2 separate regions of the Sus scrofa genome follow, and region 1 is linked to region 2. A link is a contact called in public HiChIP or PLAC-seq data. All regions are on one chromosome and are shown on one strand. Each heading gives the region's core, a stretch centred on a gene start, on an enhancer-like site or on the middle of the called end of the contact. The rest is flanking DNA. Distances are from core to core; before and after follow the strand shown.

Region 1 (3,941 bases), core at 1,147-3,646, 1.1 Mb before region 2:
TTATATATGTCCACAATCCTCAGTTCACATGTTCAGATAATATAATTTACTATCTTTTAGAGCAGGTCTTCTTCATCTTTTTGCCCCAAAGAATCCTGGCTACTGTCCTGACTATAGTCGTGCTGATCAACTTTATAATATATGCAATTAAATTTTGTAAGATATTTTATATACGCATTGCCTACAGTGTTTCTAAATGTTGTGGAAAAAACAGTCTTGCAAACTAACCATAAACTGGTAGCACTGGCTTCCCAAGGAGGAGGATGGGAATGGAAAGGTCATGGAATGGAAGGAGCATGACTATTGGGATGATGAGGGCAATGATCTGACTCAGATGTGGATGCTCAAGAAGGCACTTAGGAGCAGTTATCTATACAGAATTTGAAGACATAGAAATTAGTGATACGAAGAAGGAAAGGAGACTATCTGAAGTAGAAGAAAAAAAATCATCATCAATGTGATATGTCTTCAGGGAACTGCTAGCTATTCAGTCTGGCTTAAACTCTGGGAAATGTCCAAAAGTTTTGGTTGAATGCTTGGGCAAGTGTCACAGTATAAAAGATAATCAAAGTATTGTCATGGTCTAGTTTTTGTCTTTAAAATGTCACTCTGATACCTAGGTGGAGGTTTGAAGGGAGCATCTAGGACATTACATAGAGATGTTTTACAGCAATAATCCAGGTATGGATCATTACCTTGGTCTTCACGGGGTCTAGTTTCTTTGTGATGCCACAAGGGAATTTTGGAGGCAAGAATATTTAAATGCAATGCAAAACTTTATCAGAATGTCAGGAACCATGTTGTAAAAATCCTTTGGTATTCACACACCTTTCTGTATCTCTCAATTCCTAGAACTACACTCAGAACTCTTCCCATCCTCAATTCAGGTGTGGGCTCCAGGATTATTTTTTCACTCCTCTCTTGCCTTCTTAGATGTGTTCTTTCTCTCCATTATCTTTTCTCTCCCTTCATTCTGTTTCTAGTTATTTCTAATTCTTAATTATTTTGATCCATTATCACTATGGACATAGCAGATGGTTCTTAAGTATTTCTTGTGAAGGGGAGGAAGACATGCTGCAAATACTCATACATAAATCATTTTATCTTTGTTAAACAGGAGAAATGTGATTAGAGACTATTATCTCACAGTAGTCATAGGGATAGGCGGGGGGATGAATGTGAAAGTAGTATTGGAAGTAGAGTGAGAGAAATTGGGTCTCAGGTGTGGAATGAAAGAAGTAGGATTCTGAGGCGGAAAAAGTGGAGCTTGTCTAGAAATACTCTCCATATTTCTAGCTAGGATATGGGATCATTGTTGGGGTACTTTTGATTAAGCAAGAGATGCCATAGAAGAGAAGAGTTAGAAGATACATAGTAAATTCAGCTTTGTAAAGGCTGATTTTAAAAGTGTTTCAGGTTACCCATGAGGGCTTTCCAGGGACAAATGGAGAAATGAGGCTGTGCCTTTGAAGAAGAATACACTTGTAATTCATCATCTTAAAGGTGATAGTTCAACTAGAGAATAGGGTTCAGAGGCCTGAGGGAAAATGCAAGATGAAGAATAAGATAGAAGAGTTTTCCAAAAGTCTACAAAAGTTGGACCAGAGAAGTAGGTGGGGGAAAAAGCAGGTGAAGGGGGAAAATGCTTCATATTGAAAGTGCCAAACATTACAGAGAAGTTGAGAACCATACGCGCTAAGAATTGGAAGTAGCAAAAGTAGGCTTAATAATTGTCCAATGCATTTGACCCCATGAAAAAGCCATTTCAGTGGCGATGAAGACTGCAGGCTGATTAGTAACAGGGGTATTAACTACTCTTTCAATACTTTTGCCTGTGAGGAAAGAATTTGAGTTGCAATGGGAATCCAGAAGTAGGCAGATCTTGGGTCTTAGTAAAAGGGGCTGTGTGATGAGGAGGCTTTTTCCAAGAGGGTGAAAAGGGGAGTCATCCTAAGGGAGCACCACGTTTAAGGTTAGGTTGAGGGGGACCTGGGTGAAATGCTTGAATGAAAAGGGACATTTATTTACAGTAGCATATGGATTCCATAGGGCACTGAGGAAAGAAGTTACTATGATTCTCCAGCCATATGTGCCAGGAACTGTGCAGTGGTGAGGAAAGAAGGCATTGTTCCTGCCTCCAAGAAGCTAATGGCCCAGTAGCGATACTCATCTAGTTAACAAAATATTTAACAAGAGCCTACTATATGCTAGGAGACACTGTTCCAGGCACTGAAAATACAGTGGAGGGCACAAAACAAAGTCTAGGCCCTCAGAGAGACTGTAATCCAGTAGAGGCAGACATGCAAACAAATTCTTTCACCATTTAGAGAGCTGTGATAGCTGCCTTGCCCCATAGAATTACGTTCCTCTGGTTTTTCTTCTATTAAGCAACAATGGAAAGACTTGTCAATTCTACGGGGCAAGGCAGCTAGGAGGAAGCAGGTGAAGATTCTCCTTTGCAAAGCAGGGGATAATGACTGAGATGAGTCTTGAAAGATGAATGGGTATTCACCACATGGACTGTGCAGGGAGAAGGCAGGAGAGGTGGAGGGAGCCATGTGAGCAAAGGCCAGGAGTTTGACAGGAAAATGGAATGAGGATGGCAAGATGACTCATAGCAGAGGAACAAAGAGTAGGGTGGGGACCAGGATGTGAGAGGACAGAGGACTGTTGGAGCGTGCATTTTGGGTGGAGGCCAAAGGTGGCAGGAATGAAAAGCTTTGAGGGATTAAGTGGTCCCAAGGTTCTGAAAGACTCTGGCTTAGAGTGCTGTTCACTCTGGCACAGAGAGAGTCAGGACTGGTGCTACTGTCAGCGGCCCAGCCTGGTCAGCAGGCTTGGTCAGGTTTCCAAAATGGAAAAGTGCTCTGTGCTTCTGTGAAGCTCGGCCTCGCCAGGCTGGAAGAATGGCGGTGATGTGGCATCTTAGGCAGGATGGGAGCATGTGGAAAGTGAAAGATTCCATGAGGTCTCCTGGCTGCACAGTTATGTAGAGGCATCCAGACAGATATTCTCACAGGGCCTCTGGCTGGCCACGGGAACACAGGAAACAAACGGAGTCTTATTTCTCTGTGAGGTCCAGTTCTTGCCCCAAAGGAAGGGAATCAGAATCAAGGAGCCTTAGGTCCTTGTCAGCACTGACATTCTAAGAATCTACTTGTGAGCAAAACCTCTTGAGGTAAAGTGTGCACTCATTTTTTTGTAATCTGACTTTGGAACAACTCTTTTCTCCCACACAAAACAACACGACTTTTTAGTAAAGGAGTCAACACATAATAGAAGTGCAGTCAATATGCGATCAGTTGAATCATTTCATACTCGTGGGAAATTTTTATTTTTCACGTTAAAAAGTAATTGGTTGTTCTAAGTGAGCTCTGGGTGCAAATAATACAAACCGAATTTGTGTTATCATTTTGCGCTCTTGATGTTTCACATTGGTTGCCTAAGGACAAATGCTTCCAAGCTCCTATTTCTTTCTGGTTTTTCAGCTAGTAAATCGGCATGCAAATTAACCTACACCTAAAGATCTGGATTCTGAAGGCAGGAGGGCTGGGGATAAATAAATATTTTTATAAAGTTTTTTAAATTTAAGAATATGTACTATCTTGAAATCTATCATTATTTTGTTCAAATCAGTATTGGTGTAGCCATGGAAACTTGGGAGATGAAGGTAAACATCAGTCAAATGAAATAGTTTGAATTTATCTGCACTTGTGCCGGGAATCTCTGAGTCTTGGAAGACTGTCTTCCGGCCATTTTCTCATCTTTATAATAAGTTTTAACTGATTTTCTCCTTCTATGGTTCCAGCATTCCTTTGACCCAGTCTGATTCCCCTTTTATTAATGTTTACCCTCATTCCTACTGTGAGTCTGCTATGATTTCCTTCATATGTTTTTCAGTCCTTTGCAGATAAGACCCATGGTGACCCCAAATGAACTCA
Region 2 (4,035 bases), core at 1,178-3,677:
CCTCTCCTCTTATCTACTTCCTTGTATTTTACTTTTCCTGGATAAAGTTACCTTTGCTTCAACCCTATATAGGATTTATTGCTTTGGTAAAATTCATCTCCTCCCATCCTAACCTCCAAGGCTCATATTCTTGTTTTCTGTTACCACAGCAATCTCAACATACTCCTGGGGGGGTGGGGGTGGCATTTAAAGGTTCTTCAGATCTGTCCTCACTGAATTTACACTCACTCTCACCTGACTATCCAATCATTTGTCTACAAGTACTTCTCTCCTGGTAAACATAGTTTCTCTGGAGGACAGAAACTATGTTTGATTTATCTTTATATTTTCAAGGCCCAGCTCATAATGTCTTTTATATGAATGAATGTATGAATGAGTGAGTGCTAATCACTGCCAGTAAAAACCTTTTTAGACATTTCCTATGCATTGGTCCCAAAATACCAGCTCTAGAAACACAACCAGAAAGTCACATTCTTGGCTTATAAGCTAGGTTGGGATTTTTATCTGAGATCTATTTTGTCAAAAATATTAAGTCTAAGTAATGTGAGTTCCCATTGTGTCGCAGTGGGAACAAGTCCGACTGGTATTCCTGAGGATGCAGGTTCAATCCCTGGCCTCACTCAGTGGGTCGGGGATCTGGCATTGCCATGAGCTGTGGTATAGGTCACAGACACAGCTCAGATCCCATGTTGCTGTGACTGTGGCATTTGCCAGCAGCTGTAGCTTTGATTTGACCCCTAGCCTGGGAAATTTCATATGCCTCAGATGTGGCACTAAAAAGCAAAAAAAAAAAAAAAAAAGTCTCAGCAATGAAATGTAATCACACAAGGTTTTCAACATGCTTTGAAGCCATCAGCTTTAAAAAAAAAAAAAAAAAAAAAACTTGCATCACAGAAGTAACAAATAGAAAATGTGATTAAAACAAGTGTGTTCAGTCTTGTATCAATAACTTATTCATTCATAAAGCTATCCAGATTGAGTAATAGTCAAGGAAATAAACACTGCTGGAGTCTTGTTGGAAGAGCCCACTGAAATTTTGGGTGAGGGAATTGTTTGGGTTTAGCAATTTCTTACCCTGTAAATTTGTAATTCATTGCCTTTGGCCACCTCTGCAGTTAGACTAATGATGTTAAACCAATTTCCCTGATTAAGTCTACAGTAAAGTGAAAAGGGGACTTATTCAATACTTATATTTTATAGATTTAAAAAAGTGCTTTACATATTATTTGTTTTACCTTGATAGAAATTTATAGTTTCTTTTTTCAATAAATTATTAATGTATAGTTGATTTCGAATATTGTGTCAATTTCTGCTGTACAACAAAGTGACCCAGTCATACATACACATACATTCTTTTTCTCATATAGTGTCATTTTTATATGTAATCAGAAGAATGGCTGTCATATTTATTTGACGCTTGTACTTATTAACAAAAGCCAGGATTTGAAAGGTTCTGTCCCCTGAATGTGAAATCCTTTTTAAAAATTTTTCTTTTTAGAACTACAGAACCCACATGTGCTAAGGGCTATTTCTAAGGTCTATTTCTAAGATCCTGTCTTGCATAGTGGTGAGAAATAAAACAAATTGAGTTTTTATTAGGGAAATCACTCCAGATATGCTACACAACTGCAGGGTTCCTTTCCTTAGCACATGACTTCTATCGTGGAGGAAGCACGTGTTGTGGGAGGAGAGGGGAGTGGCAGATCAAGGTACAGATAAGGTCTGCAGTTTCTGGATTTTCCGGAGGCCTCAGTGTCCCTGTACTCTGTCAGTTGACACACAGTTTATTTATCCCGAATCTCTCCTGGGGTTTTAATGGGCTCTACTGATGGTAAATTTCCATTCTGACCTCTACTCCTTCAGTCAAAGTCAAATCCATTCATTCTTTTCTCAAATGTGTGTTTCTGGTAACAGGGGAGTCACCTAATCCCTTCAAAAATGCCTCTTTGCTTAGGCAGCCACCTCCACTGAGATAGTGAAGGTTTAAGTTTCACACCATCCTCCTGAGCGTGTGTGTGTCTGATTTACTAGGAAAACAAAGATCTAAGACATCAATTCACGTTTCCAGATCTCAACAGTTAGCTCTCCCCACTTTCCTTTTTCCCTCAGACCAGCCAGAAAACCGCCCCGCTTTTTCCCACCCTGCTCCACCCCGAGCTTTACCTGCGTCCAGGAGCCTTGGGGGACCCGCTGGTAGGAGCCGCTAGCGCCCCATCTCCACAGGCTGGAAAACATGGCCCGCGGGGATTCTTGGCGACGGCGACAGCGACGGCTAAGGGAAGCGGAGAGAGGTGCTGCGGCTGTCACCTCTCTTGGCAGGGGACCGTCAGTCCCGCCGGAGCCTGGAAGGTGGAAGGAAGGGAGCACTCAGCCGGGCGTGTCAGCTGTCGCCCTGCCCTCTACCAGCACTTCCTGCCAGCGCCCTGAGCTGCGAGTTGGGGCAGGAAGGGAGGAAGGCGGGGGCTGAGAAGAAATGAGACCTTCGGTGGAGTCCAAAGATCTCTGCTTTTTGAGAAGTTTGCACTTGACTCAGTAGCTCCAGATTTCTCAATTTCCAGGGTTACTTTAGAAAACGTACCCCTTGTCTATAGAAGAGCAAACTCTTTTCCCCTTGGGATGTCATTTATTTATTTGCAAACAGAAGGTAAACAGCTGTCCCCTACAGAAAACTGTTAAGGACAACAAGTGTCAGTAGAATTTTACAGAAATTTTATTGCAAGGGGCTTTAAAATTAGAACGTTAATGGAATGCTTCCCTAAGTATTAGAAAACAGTAACAGTATATAGAATCTAAATTTTACTCTCCAAACTAATCATAAAGCTATGTAATAAGTGGAAACACATTGTAGTAACTAAGAGTAGCAAAGAACTAAATAAAATATGTGCCATACAAAGGGGGGTATGAAAATTAAGGATGACATTTTGCCTTTTAATAAATATTGATGGATCATAGACCTTGTATAAAGAAATGTTGGTGTGTGCAAATAATCATTTTCCATGGGATGTGTCATTGGTCTGATGAAGTACTTTGTTTCAATTGACTTAGAAATTGAAATAACAGAAGGAGGAGTAATTGTAAGAATTCTGTGTAGTGGGGATAAGGATAAGTCAACGTGATGATTTTACAAGGATGGGTATTGTGTTTCAGGACCAAGGAACATTCTGTCTGCTTCTTGAAATCAATGCTAGAGGTAGGCAGAAAAAATTAAATATTTAATACAAGGAAAAGCCAGTATCCTAAAGAAAGGGGCTCAAAGATGGTACTTAGGGGGAGTTTTGGTCTGCCCACAGAACAGGTCAAACTGAGAAATCCAAATATGTCTACACAGGGATTAAACCAAATGATACCTCATGGAATTAAAATACTGGGGAATGTTTAGAAACACAATTTATTTGACTCTCTTCAAACCATATTTGTCTGGCCCTATGCAAAACGGAAGTTGTAGTTTTCATTTTAAAGTAAATAAGACTGAAGAACTGAGGTCATAGTTCAAAACTTAGACATTTTGTCTCACTTCTTCCAGAATTTTTCACAAATTCACAGGCCGAAATAGGGACATGATCAATTCAGCAGCCTCTCCTTGAGGGGCCCTTTCCCCATCTGTATTTTTAAACTCTTCCCTCTGGATTCTACACAGAAAAGACAATGTCATCTTATACATTTAGTTCCTGCTTTTTCACATATAAGGAGAGAAGAAACTTGAACCTGTACCATGTGGGGTCGGGGGGGGGGGGGGTGGGGGACGAGGACCTAAACATAGCTCAGGCTCCAAACTCAAGGAAGTTTTCCTTCCTCCCTCCCTTTGGTTAGTCTCCTCAGGAAAGGGTGGTTCTAGCAACTGGAAACAGATTTCCAAGAACACCCAGCTCTAAAAAGGTGTCATTACCTCCCTGATTGGTGAAGAAAGAGAAATCCCTAAGGTAATGAAATGGGAGAAGTTAGGGAAGGCTATAGATGTGTTGAGAAACAGGAGTGGGGAGGGGTGGAACCCCTCCCCAAGGGGATTGAGGAAAACGTAGCTGGGGCCCCACAAAA

What was found. HiChIP or PLAC-seq counts read pairs in DNA pulled down with a chosen protein or histone mark.
Region 1: an H3K27ac HiChIP or PLAC-seq map of alveolar macrophages shows a contact between it and region 2, with 8 times the contacts expected there. The contact joins the enhancer-like site here to the promoter of LOC100152428 in region 2. A contact is called at or near these places in 1 of 5 promoter capture datasets (liver), 3 of 47 Hi-C or Micro-C datasets (embryonic fibroblasts, psoas muscle and skeletal muscle) and 2 of 2 datasets of contacts at active chromatin or transcription factors (alveolar macrophages and skeletal muscle).

Annotation. Positions count from the first base shown.
Region 1 is chr13:180,333,441-180,337,381 of Sscrofa11.1, reverse strand. All of the region lies in intron 3 of LOC106505836 (a long non-coding RNA gene), which reads right to left. Among named protein-coding and RNA genes, the nearest start is that of USP25, 240 kb to the left of the region's middle. Within about 2 kb of position 2,396, at least 3 of the 83 cell types and tissues checked have an H3K27ac peak or open chromatin away from gene starts, as enhancers often do. A contact at or near this core is called in alveolar macrophages, where this site is marked.
Region 2 is chr13:179,223,752-179,227,786 of Sscrofa11.1, reverse strand. It overlaps LOC100152428 (multidrug resistance-associated protein 1), which reads right to left and starts at 2,427. Exons shown (of 28, transcript XM_005670294.3): 1 at 2,164-2,427. The coding sequence starts at 2,235.